2 separate regions of the Oryzias latipes genome follow, and region 2 is linked to region 1. Evidence: chromatin contacts called from public Hi-C data. All regions are on one chromosome and are shown on one strand. The core of a region is the stretch at or near the end of the contact, and the rest is flanking DNA. Distances in the headings are between cores, read along the strand shown.

What was found. A called contact is a pair of places that touch in the nucleus more often than the background predicts.
Region 2: a contact with region 1 is called in a Hi-C map of fibroblasts, with 6 times the contacts expected there. The contact joins the promoter of erbb4 here to the promoter of LOC101167500 in region 1. A contact is called at or near these places in 3 of 5 Hi-C or Micro-C datasets (embryo and fibroblasts).

What each region holds. Positions count from the first base shown.
Region 1 is chr21:18,500,299-18,505,411 of ASM223467v1, reverse strand. It overlaps LOC101167500 (myosin light chain 1, skeletal muscle isoform), which reads left to right and starts at 3,317. Exons shown (of 6, transcript XM_004081699.4): 1 at 3,317-3,548; 2 at 4,124-4,151. The coding sequence starts at 3,423.
Region 2 is chr21:18,935,581-18,941,250 of ASM223467v1, reverse strand. It overlaps erbb4 (receptor tyrosine-protein kinase erbB-4), which reads left to right and starts at 1,689. Exons shown (of 28, transcript XM_011489669.3): 1 at 1,689-2,341. The coding sequence starts at 2,272.

The DNA.
Region 1 (5,113 bases), core at 2,068-4,567:
CTCCATGGGAATTGCACTTTTAACTGTTTAACGGGTGAACTTCTAGGTTGTGCGTTTGAAATAAATTCCTTAGATCGGTGCAAATACGTAATAGAAATACCATCAACATTTCAGGGATGATTTTAAGAGGAGTGAAGGATGCAGACTACACACAGTCCCTTCTGCAAGGAAACTGTTATGGGAATCTGTGTGGCTAAAAATCCCTAGGGTGAGATTATGAAGGGCTGTGTGGAACAGGGTAAGTCCCTCAGCATTCGGTGTTTGCAGATGACCAAAAGTCATGAGGAACCCAACCTACGTAAAAAGTATCACATCACCATGATTCCTCTTCCAGACATGGATATAAATGGATCAGTATTGTTTTGCACTTGTAATCATTAGATGGTGTTTTAAAGGCTGCTATAACATCACTCAAAAAATAAAATCAAAAATGGAATCATCTTTACCTGAAGTAAAGAATTAGCACACAAAAAGCAAACGACCCGCAACATTCTGTGAGGTGTTGAGCCTAACTACTAGACTGGAGGAAAGGAAAAAAAATCTTGGAATTTTATTTTTGTTTCCAAAAATTCAGATTAGACACAGGGGTTGGTAGTTCCTCTCCCGCAATGGGTCCTTGCTGAGACCTTTTGCAAATTAACAATAAATTGCTGTCTTTTTTTACTGTATAAACAAGTTCATAGACAGAAGTAAATAATTTTTACCCCATTTGCAGGTTTTCTTTAAATAAAAAAACAAAACAAAAAAACTGCCTATAGGGAAAGTAAAACTGCCTTACCAGTTTTAAAATGTGTTTGTTTGGTTGTTTATAGTGAGGGATTAACATTATCATACACTTAAAACTCAAAAAGTAGATTTTTCATTATATAGGCCATTTAATAAATAAAGAACCCTGAAGATGCCAAAAACAAGGGAGATGACCAGGCTCAACCTATGCGACTGTCGGGACGAAAACCTGAAAGTAGAACATGACAAGAACAAAGGAAATAAATCTAAGAAACACTTTAAGATTTTAAGTACCTATTTTCCTATTATCTTATATATTTTTTCTTAAGTCAAAAAAATGATTTGGAAGTGAATTTTCAAACATTTCAAATATAATGAATTAAATGAGAAGAAAGCAAAAAAAAAAACAGGTTTGTAACCTCAGAAAACTGGAACAAGGCCCCCTTTAACCCTTGTGCTATCCTAGGCACTTTAACATTGGGAGTTGGGTCATCTAGACCCACTAGACAGTGCGTTGAACCTTTTTTTCTTCAATGATTTGTGATCTTCACTGGTGTCCATGGATAACATGAAATCTTTCTACCTTTATACACCTTTGTCATGGTAGGGCGAACACTTTAATGTAAGGGTGGGGTCATCTAAGATAACACAAGGGTTAAAGCAAAATAAGATATGAAAGTTTTAACAGACATTCTCATGCTGTTAAAATTAAAATCCAGAGGCTTCACAATTTTCCAGAAGGGACCTGATTATTAAAAAGTGAGATAAGCCTAAGATAAAGCAGATGGAAACAAGCATTTATCAGAGAAGTTTGTCAGAATGAACCAGCAGGATTCCTTAGGAGTGGGAGACACAAGCAGCAAATGAAATAGTTTCTCTCAATCGTTAAAATGTTCTTACCATAAATAACTACTGCTTTAGTAGAACAGCAGGAGAAAATTAATAAAATAACGACACATGACTCTTGAATCTAAATTTCCAAGTGCTTCACAGACAGCACTTGTGCTCACCACAGGGGGCTCGCTGCACAATGTGACCCTGAGAAATCCCTGGCGTGTCCTGCAGTAAACAGGTGGAAGCCTTTGTTCTCCACTAAAACGTTTTGCCATCTTGATGTAAAAACCCCTACCAACAACACTGATAAATGAAAGACTTTTATGTAACATTGTGTAACTATTTGTGACAGGAACTCTCATTTTGGAAAAAGTAAACATTGTCAGAAAAAAACACATCCATCAAGTTCTAAAGACTGTTCTGTAACTTTTGTTTTTCAACTTCTATTTGCTGGCCTGCCATCCTATTTTAACACAGCTCCTCTCCACATGCTGCTGAATCCATTAAGAGTCTGTAGTGGAACTCAGTTTGAACCGCAGCACAGGTGCAAGTTCTGGAGCAGAATTTCTGCTGGGGGAGGGAGTGAAGGGAAGTCAGAGACAGAAGATGAGGTGCGGTGCCAGGGGTGAGCTCAGATGACAGCTAAGGGACTGAGGCTTTCTGTGGCGTACCCTCACGGAGATAGGGTCAGAGAAAGCATACTGTTGGGGGGGATGGGGGGGGGGGACCGGGGTGAGAAGGGGTGAAAGAATTTCTGCAGGTCCTTCGTCACTGAGCTCTGTCATCTTGGTTAGGAATGGCGAGGAGGTGGGGCTGCACCGCTGGGTCTGAAAGACGGATATAGACGAGAATTAAGGAGACAGAATTTGCTCTCTTAGCCTTGGCTGAGTTACTGGCATCAGCAGCTGAAAGCTGCTCTGGAGCTCTGTCTCCTTGTGCTTTTGCGTCACATCCGCCCTGAGGGTGGTGGTGGAGGGGCTGCCCACAGAACCACAAACTGCACACAGGTGCTGCACCACATGCAATAAACATAGAATAAGATTCAAAAGACACCTGTTTGCTCTGCCAACAAAGTCTGGTGTGCATTTTAGCAAACATTAATTAAACATTTGCTTTTCTGTGACCAATATTAACTGAATTTTTCTCTGCTGCTTTTTTCAAAATGTTGTCAAGGCCATAAAGGTGCATTTGTCAACAAACATTTCACAACATTTATTGACTTGTTCAACATTTTCTCATTAAATTCAATCTGAGACATAATACCAACCTTTTTATCATGCCTTAGCTGTGATTTAATCCTTTAGTGGGAGTTTATAAAAGACGGATTAAATGCGTCTGTCTTTCTGTCCTGACTGCTGGTTCAGGACTGACAGTTAGTGAATTTATGACATTTATCAGCGAGATTAAATAATATAACATGTAAAAATTTTGAAGCAAAGTTGACATCCTTATGGCACATTCGCCGGATGGATTGAGTTTGTGCGTCAGGAGAACACAGCGGTGCGTCCGGGGCGCATTCTGGATGAGACGCAGCTGACCTTCCTTGCCATGATCGGTGTTTTCACTTTTGATTAGAGCTATGTGGCGTAAATTAACGCTCTCTGACCTGCAACCTTATATTCCATGTTTAGACAGGAGCCCTCCACACATCCACGCACACACACCCTCCCACCCCTTATCCAATCCTCACTCGGGGGCAGCCTTGATGGGGGGTAAGAGGAAAAATAGCCTCATATATATACGCCCAGAGGGTGCCTTCTTGCTCTGAGTCCCCTCCAATCTGTGCACCACTCCTTGAGTGTCACCCGAACTGGGAATTGTCTTTGCTACTGGGCCAAACTAGTTCTTCTATCAAGTGAAAAATGGCACCCAAGAAGGATCCTAAGGCTCCCGCCAAGAAGGCTGAGCCCGCACCTGCACCGGCACCAGCACCCGAACCGGCCCCCGCACCCGCTGCGGCGCCCGCCATCGACCTGTCCGCCGTCAAGGTACAAAGACCTGTGATCTTTTGTTTGGAGGGGGGCATATGGCACGCAGGAAGAGACAGGATGCTTCCACTAAGAGTTGCATGACTGCACTTACTAGAAGGCATCTGTGTCTGCGCCGGTTTCCAGTTAGCTTTTAGGGGAAACATTGGAATGAGGACTTTCCCTGGGCTTCCACCTTCATGAGAGCATCTCTGAGCAGATATTGCATTGTGGGAGTAGCTTCAGGTTCCTGCAAAGAAGCAGCAGAACCATGGACAGCTCACCATGACCTAACTACACCCAGCTCTTCTCAGGATTGGACAGTCAGGGGCGACTGCTGTGCTCCCTCAATGCACACATACCAAATGTGGACACGTTAATGCAGATAGAGATGCCCCCGCCCTCCCCCTCTAAAACCTGATGCCCCCATATGCAAATTAAACATGTCATTGCAGTTTATTAGCTTTAGTAAAATTGAGTTTGGCTTGTTTGGTTTTTTCAAAGGGAAATGTTTGCTTTGTTTAATGACACATCAAAATCAAACCTGCTGCTCTGTACATTTTTTTCTGACACAGCTGCTTTGTATTGGCTTCTAGGTAGAATTCAGCCCAGACCAGATTGAAGGTATGTACTTTGCCTCCCACCTTTGCAATCACACGACACTTCGACCACACAGAAGCCTCAGCGTCCTTCCTTATCTCCTGCTGTGTGGTCTCACAAAGCTGTCTCTGCGTTAATCATCGTTCTAAACTGGGTCTAAACTGGAGGGGGCTGTGTAATTGAACAATAGTTTAGTGAATTCCCCAACAGGTGCTGAAGTGCTTAGGACAGGCGCTCCATCGCGTCATGTTTTGACGTGCCAGGAAAATATCAAATGTCTTGGAAGATCTGAGAGTGGCCAAATGAGGGGCATTTTTCAGAATTGATGGAAAAAAATGAAAGATGTAATCACCTTTAAATACGAGGGATAGTGGTGTCATTCTTGAAACAGTTGGAAAGAAAAAACATTGCTAAATAGACTTAATCAGTAAAATTAGCTCAGAGGTTCTGGCTTTACCAATTAGTAACAGTCACCATGTGAAGGAAAAGTGAAATCCTTTTTCACTAGACTCAATGGGATGACAGTGTTCGACAATAACCAACACCTGTGTGCCGCTGATTGCTCTGCAGGAGCAAGCTTGTCGCCGAGCAGGCGGCTCGTTACACTGCAGTCAGCATTCCCTACTTTAACTCAGTGCAGCCCACAGGGAGCCTTGCCTTTAAAAGGAGGGGGTTCATATTCTCTGCTATGTTTATCAATTCCAAGGTGGTCTTTTAAAAGAGCCCCATTGCCCCGTGGTGAGAGAAGGAGACAGCTGAGATAGAAATAGTACAAGGGCTGATGGAGCTCAACAGGAGTCCGTCCATTCAGCCAATAATACCCCTACCTTCTGAGATGTCTTGTGTTCCCCTGACAGTTTGCAGAGTAACTGCCTCCACCTGCTGGCAGGCGCAGTGAAAGACAAGACATTGCATCCAGTTGTGAAGAGTGACAAACTTAAAAGACAAACACTGTTATGTTTTATCATTTCTGAATATAAAACAGA
Region 2 (5,670 bases), core at 440-2,939, 440 kb before region 1:
CAATGCTTTAGCATCAGCCTAGTCCTGTTATTATGCTGGTTTTAATGTCTGTTTTGATTTGATTTTGTGTTTTTTTTCTTTTGTGCTGTCCTTATTCTACCTATGTAATTTTATGTTTTTTTTCTTTTGTGCTGTCCTTATTCTACCTATGTATAGCACTTTGGGACTCCTTGGCTGGTGGTGGAAGGTGCTTTGTAAATAAATAAATGGAAATGGAAATGGAGATACCTGACTCAGGTGTGTTCTGCTGATAATAAAAAAAAGCTCTGAGTGCAAATGAAGATAAAAGTAATGTTTGTGTGTGACTCTTTACTTTAGCTGCACATTCGACTAGAAAGACACCTCGATCCTGGCTTTACATGCTATTTTTCATGTTGTGATGGCTTTCAAAAAAACGTTTTTGGCCAGTTTGGCATCTTCAGAAGACATGGCATTAAACAATGCCATGTAGTTGAAAATTGTCGGCCCTATGAAGCAACACTTTGTTATCCCTCAAAATACTTTATTAATGCAAAACCTGGGATGGTCACAGTATTTAAATTCCTTTAGAAAGACCAGATTTTGTTTTAATTAAGTATATGAGAAAAATAATGATGAAAACTATTGAAAGACAACATAGTAGATCTTTAAAATAAGGTACAATACTCGTATAGGATGTGGTCTGCTACTTCCACAAATAAGCAAATAGCTTATTTTGAATACAACTTCTTTTGTCATAAAAAAATGTAAAAAGGCTTGTTTCTACTAATAGAAATTTCAATGGAAAAGGACTCTTTAATTAAAAAATAAAATAAAAAAAACTTGAAAACTGCAACCACAAAAATTCATATATATGCTGTATTTTTATTTGTTTATTCAGGTGGAAAAATTTAAATTTACTCAAAATAAGTACGATTACTCATATAGAAACTTTGAATTATTTTTGCTTATTTCCTGCAACTTTTTTCTCCAAGACTTTTTGGTGTTTGTGTTCATGTGCATATAAAGAACTTAAGGGGAGGTCTTGTGTTTGAAGGAGGGAAAGGGGCAACACTCTATCCAGATGTGTGCACATATTGGATCTCCAGGAGGTCTTCAACCCTTCAACAAAGTTCAAAACCAGGAAGCAGCAGGTGAAAGTTATAACCTTTCAGCGCATTGTTTCCTGTTGCGAAAGTTTCTGTATTTCTCTTTATGTAACTACAAAGTCACAAACTCTTCAAGGTACTGCCAGTAACTCCACAAATAAAATGATCTCAACACTTTTTTCATTTTTTTAAAAAATCTGTATTGTTATCCGATAATTAGAATAACATGTTTAAAATGAACCAGGGATGAAAAAATATAATAAAATTTGAAGTTGGAATGTTTTTTTTTTTTACATGTTATCAGTTTAATTATTTTCCCTTTTTCCTTAATGTATTTATTTAGTCATTATTTTTAATGCATTTCCCAAAGATGAAATATATCTATATAATCTCACAAAGCCTCTGATCTTGAAAGAAAAAACAAATTAGCATTTGTATTAAAAAGGAACTCAATTGTTTAAATAATTAATAAAGAAAGAAAGTAAGAAAGACAAAATAAGGCTGTAAGAAAAGAAAGAAAGAATGAGCATGAAGTGTGTTCTAGTTTGAACCGCTTTACTTCCACCTCACTGCGCAGCTTCCCTGCCAGAAGTTCCCTCAACATGAATATCTTATGGAACGCACTGGAAGCCCCCTTCAGTGTTTCTCTGATCTGTTTTGCTGATCACAAATGCATATCCGACTTCGTCTCCCCTCTTCTCAGTGTGACAGGTGCAACAAAGCCCAAATCCAAATTCAGCTGATTTTGGTTCCCCGTGTAGACCAATGGAGGCGCGCGTCTGGCTGTCGCCGGCGGGGTTTCGGCTGATAGTCGGCCACCTGTGCCAATCATGACGCCTGTGGGAGGAGCTAAGCGCCTCAGAGGTGTGTCTGAAATAATTCGAGTCTGCAGCTGCATTTCGCGTCTAAGTCGGGGAGTATTGGCATGATTTCTGTGCTTCATGCCGTCTAGAAACGCTTCTTGTTTTTGGTTAAAAACCATGTCCGCTTTCATTTGAGTCACACATCAGGCTTGAATGAACAGAGAGGCGAGCTAAAGCACAGTCCGGGTAAACTGCAAACTTACTCAGAGGCTGCACCACAAGTCTGCAAAACTCGCGATCTGAGGAGACACCAGACCAGACGCAAACGAAATCATCATTTAGGAAGGAGGGATACGCTTTTGGACATGTGAACTTAAAGGAGATACCTGTCAAGCACAACCATGAAACCGACGACTGTCCTTTGCTGCTTCAGCTTTCTCCTGCTGCTTGGGTTCGGCTCTTCTCAATCAGGTGAGTGAAGGCTGAGTGCTTGCACCCCCCACCCTTCCTCCTCCTCTTCCTCCATGTGCATCGGTGGAACTGGTTAGTGCGCTCAGGGCGCAGCGGAGCTGTCAGCGGAGCTACTTGTTACGCTTAAAAAAACAAAGCTGCTACGGTTTGTTAGAATATTTCAGCTGACATTCCTATTGATTTGGAGGAACTGTGGGGTGGGGTGGGGTGGGGGGGGGGACTGAGGGTGCCACTGAAGCACAGGTGGAAGTTGTAGATAACTGAGTAAAATCAACCCAACAGAATCAGACAGGCTCTCTGCGTCTTCCTCTGGAACAGAGCGTCACTGTTGAATCTGTGAAAAGGAGAGCATCTGACATCGCATTCATGCACCCCCCCCCCACTTAAAAAAAGTAACTCTCCAAAAAAAGTAGCAGCCATTGACATATTATGTCATCACTATCGTGAAATACTAGGAGTGTGTCAACTAAAAGTTGCTTTTAAACTGCGTCGCCTTTTCTCCAGCAGAGCCATTTATCTGCGATGAGCAGCGACGTTATCCATGCTTCTGGCTTTTAATGAACGCAGTGAGCAGGACAGCGGGCTGCAGCTATGAAGCAGCTTTACGCGCTGCCCGTCAAAGACACTCGCTTCAGGGAACTTTCTCCTGCCGAGACCCACGCCGGTGCGCCCTGGGCGCATTGTGGTGTTAATGCGCGTAAACTCCATCACCTGCGCAAACGGCGATAACGCCGCCGAACATGCGTCCATGTGAGAATTGTTTAATCGGGACATGCAGCATAGCTGACACTGTGAAATTTCATTACTGCTCACCTCGCTGAGGATTCCCACAGTGATCATGTGGATCTGAGTGTGAGGACCAGCGCTCACGCACACAGCAGGACTTCTCTGGTTTGACAGTGGCAGGACTGTTTGCTCGGTGCAGTGGCGGTCTTTGCGCACAGGGCGGCATTGGTGCACTCAGTGATGCGCGCTTGAAGGTAGATGGCATAGACAGCATCAACGACCCCTTACTCTCATCATAAGCATGCATAATCACCTTTATGCAGGACTGAAAAGAAACTAGATCATGACTGCGTAAATATACGCTGCGCTTTAGGTGGGAGGCTTCCTAATCACAAGATATTGTGTAAAATCACGTGGCGTTCAGCTAATTAAGAAGTTGAATCTTAGTTCAAGGTTTATTTTAACTTTTTTTCACAAAAGATTTGTATTTTTGCTTCAAAAACGATCTCAGATATTTATTTAGGGCAAACTCACACCAACCTCGTAGGATCATAAAAGGGGGGAAATCCATGTATTTTAAAATTTAAAAGAAGAAATGTCGCTCCAACAGCCATATTTTGATTCTTCTAAATGTTGACAGAACAAACGCATTCTTTTCTTTTGGTCTTAATGTTAAGCAACGACTGTCATGACTTTCAAACTCTTGAAGGAGGTCTACTGTGTTTAAAGGGGGGGGAAAGTGTAGAAAGACACGTGAGGAGCGGTTTACACAATGACTAAAGATAAATGTCATTAACATGGATTAAATGTTGATGTTTTAAAAGAAAATAAGGGAATATTTGATGCGCGGCTGAATTTGAGCAGCTGTGCGCGCAAATAACTTTCCGCACAGTGGCACCGTTTTTACGCTTTTACAACCCAAATCTTGTTCTTGACGAGTTTCAATTGCTAAATTAACGAAAGAACTTTTATTAATTTAGTTTGCTTTATACCTTGGAATGTCTTGTTTAAAAATACCAATTTTCTCTTGGGGGGGGGGGGGGGATTAACAAAACGCACAAATGTTGTAATGTTTCACCAGCTGACCGGATGTTTCAGGTTTTCAGACGACAGCAGGTTGTGCAAAGCAATATGCTTTGTGTGACCATGTGGTTCGTGCACAGCACACTCCTCTTCATTTGACTGCTGCAATGCACGGAAGCCGGAGGAGCTGGGGACGCATGCAGATGCCGTTCCGGAGCCATATGGCCACATTCAAAGGCTGTGTCTGAAAATTCAAGTGCTGGTATTTTGTGTACGAAGGCGTGAATTCGAGTCATCTGTTCAATGCAAATCTGTGTGAATCTGGCAGAGTGTTATCAGTGCAATTTAGATAAACTACCTCTTCCAGCAATCCTGCCTTGCAGCTCTTTCAAAAGTTTTATTCTTTTCCCAGCAGACTCAAAAGAGGGATGAAGGATGTAGCCCAAGGGTATCTGATATTTGGGTTCTGTGATCCTTTCTTTTCCTAAAGTTAAGAGATCTGACTCAGTCCGGTGTGGGTTCAGTTTCAAAATATTTGCTCGGTTTAAAAGCAGCACAAAAATATTATCAACATGGATGCAGGGACATTTTGACATCTTACTTCAGACTTTCTGTACTTTCAGAATACAGAATTTTACATTCTCTGCACTGGCTAGTTTTTACTACCAGTTGGAAATTGAGGAAAGAATAGTGTGGCATTTAGCAGCCCACACAGCTCCGCTATGTCACAAAGCCCTTTCCCATTCATATATGCTGTTGCCTGTTAAAGAATCTCTGACCCTTCGCTGGCACCAGGCTTTATACTAGAAGAATAGACGTCATTGATTAGGTGCTGATCCACTTCTATGTTTTGAGGAAAAGGAATGTGATCCTTGGCAGTTGTGCCATCTGGATAAAAGACGAAGAGTCACATTAGGCCATTGATCCTCCAAACGGACAAAGCGGGAACAGAACTGATGGTCAAGATGTTGGTTAATATTCAGATTGTGTGAGGCTCTGTTCCACCACCACAGGGACATGTGCATGGGTTGCATCTTATTTCGCGTCTTGTAATAAAAGTGACGTTGAGTTCTTCAGGATTTTCATTTATGAAGACGTAATTGAGGCCGCTGTTTTCCACTTTTGACTTTTTGATGGGCTTGGAGTGTCAGCAGTGAGCAGAAATGATGGGGCTGTATCTAGTGTGACCTTTCAAACCCCCCGCTCTCTCATTTATCACCTGCAGGCATGAGTGCAGCATACATGCGCATGTATTCTGCCATGTATCATTGTCAGCTCAGCCATTACATTTTCTATTAGAGTGTGGGGCTAAGATTCCAGCAACAACTCCATCTTCTTCATCTTTATTTCTAATATATTTAAAATAATTCTGTTTGCAGCCTGTTGTAAAAAGCAATTAAATTGATTTTTTTGAATGGATATGTTGTAGGTAAAAATGAATGTTCATTTCCTGGGTGTAATGCACTCTGTCTGTTTCTCTTTTTGCGCTCCTTGCACTGAATGAGTTTGAAGTTTTGTTTGGAACAGAAAAGAGAAAATGAAAAGAAATAGAGCCGGAGAAAGACATGCAAGAAAAATAG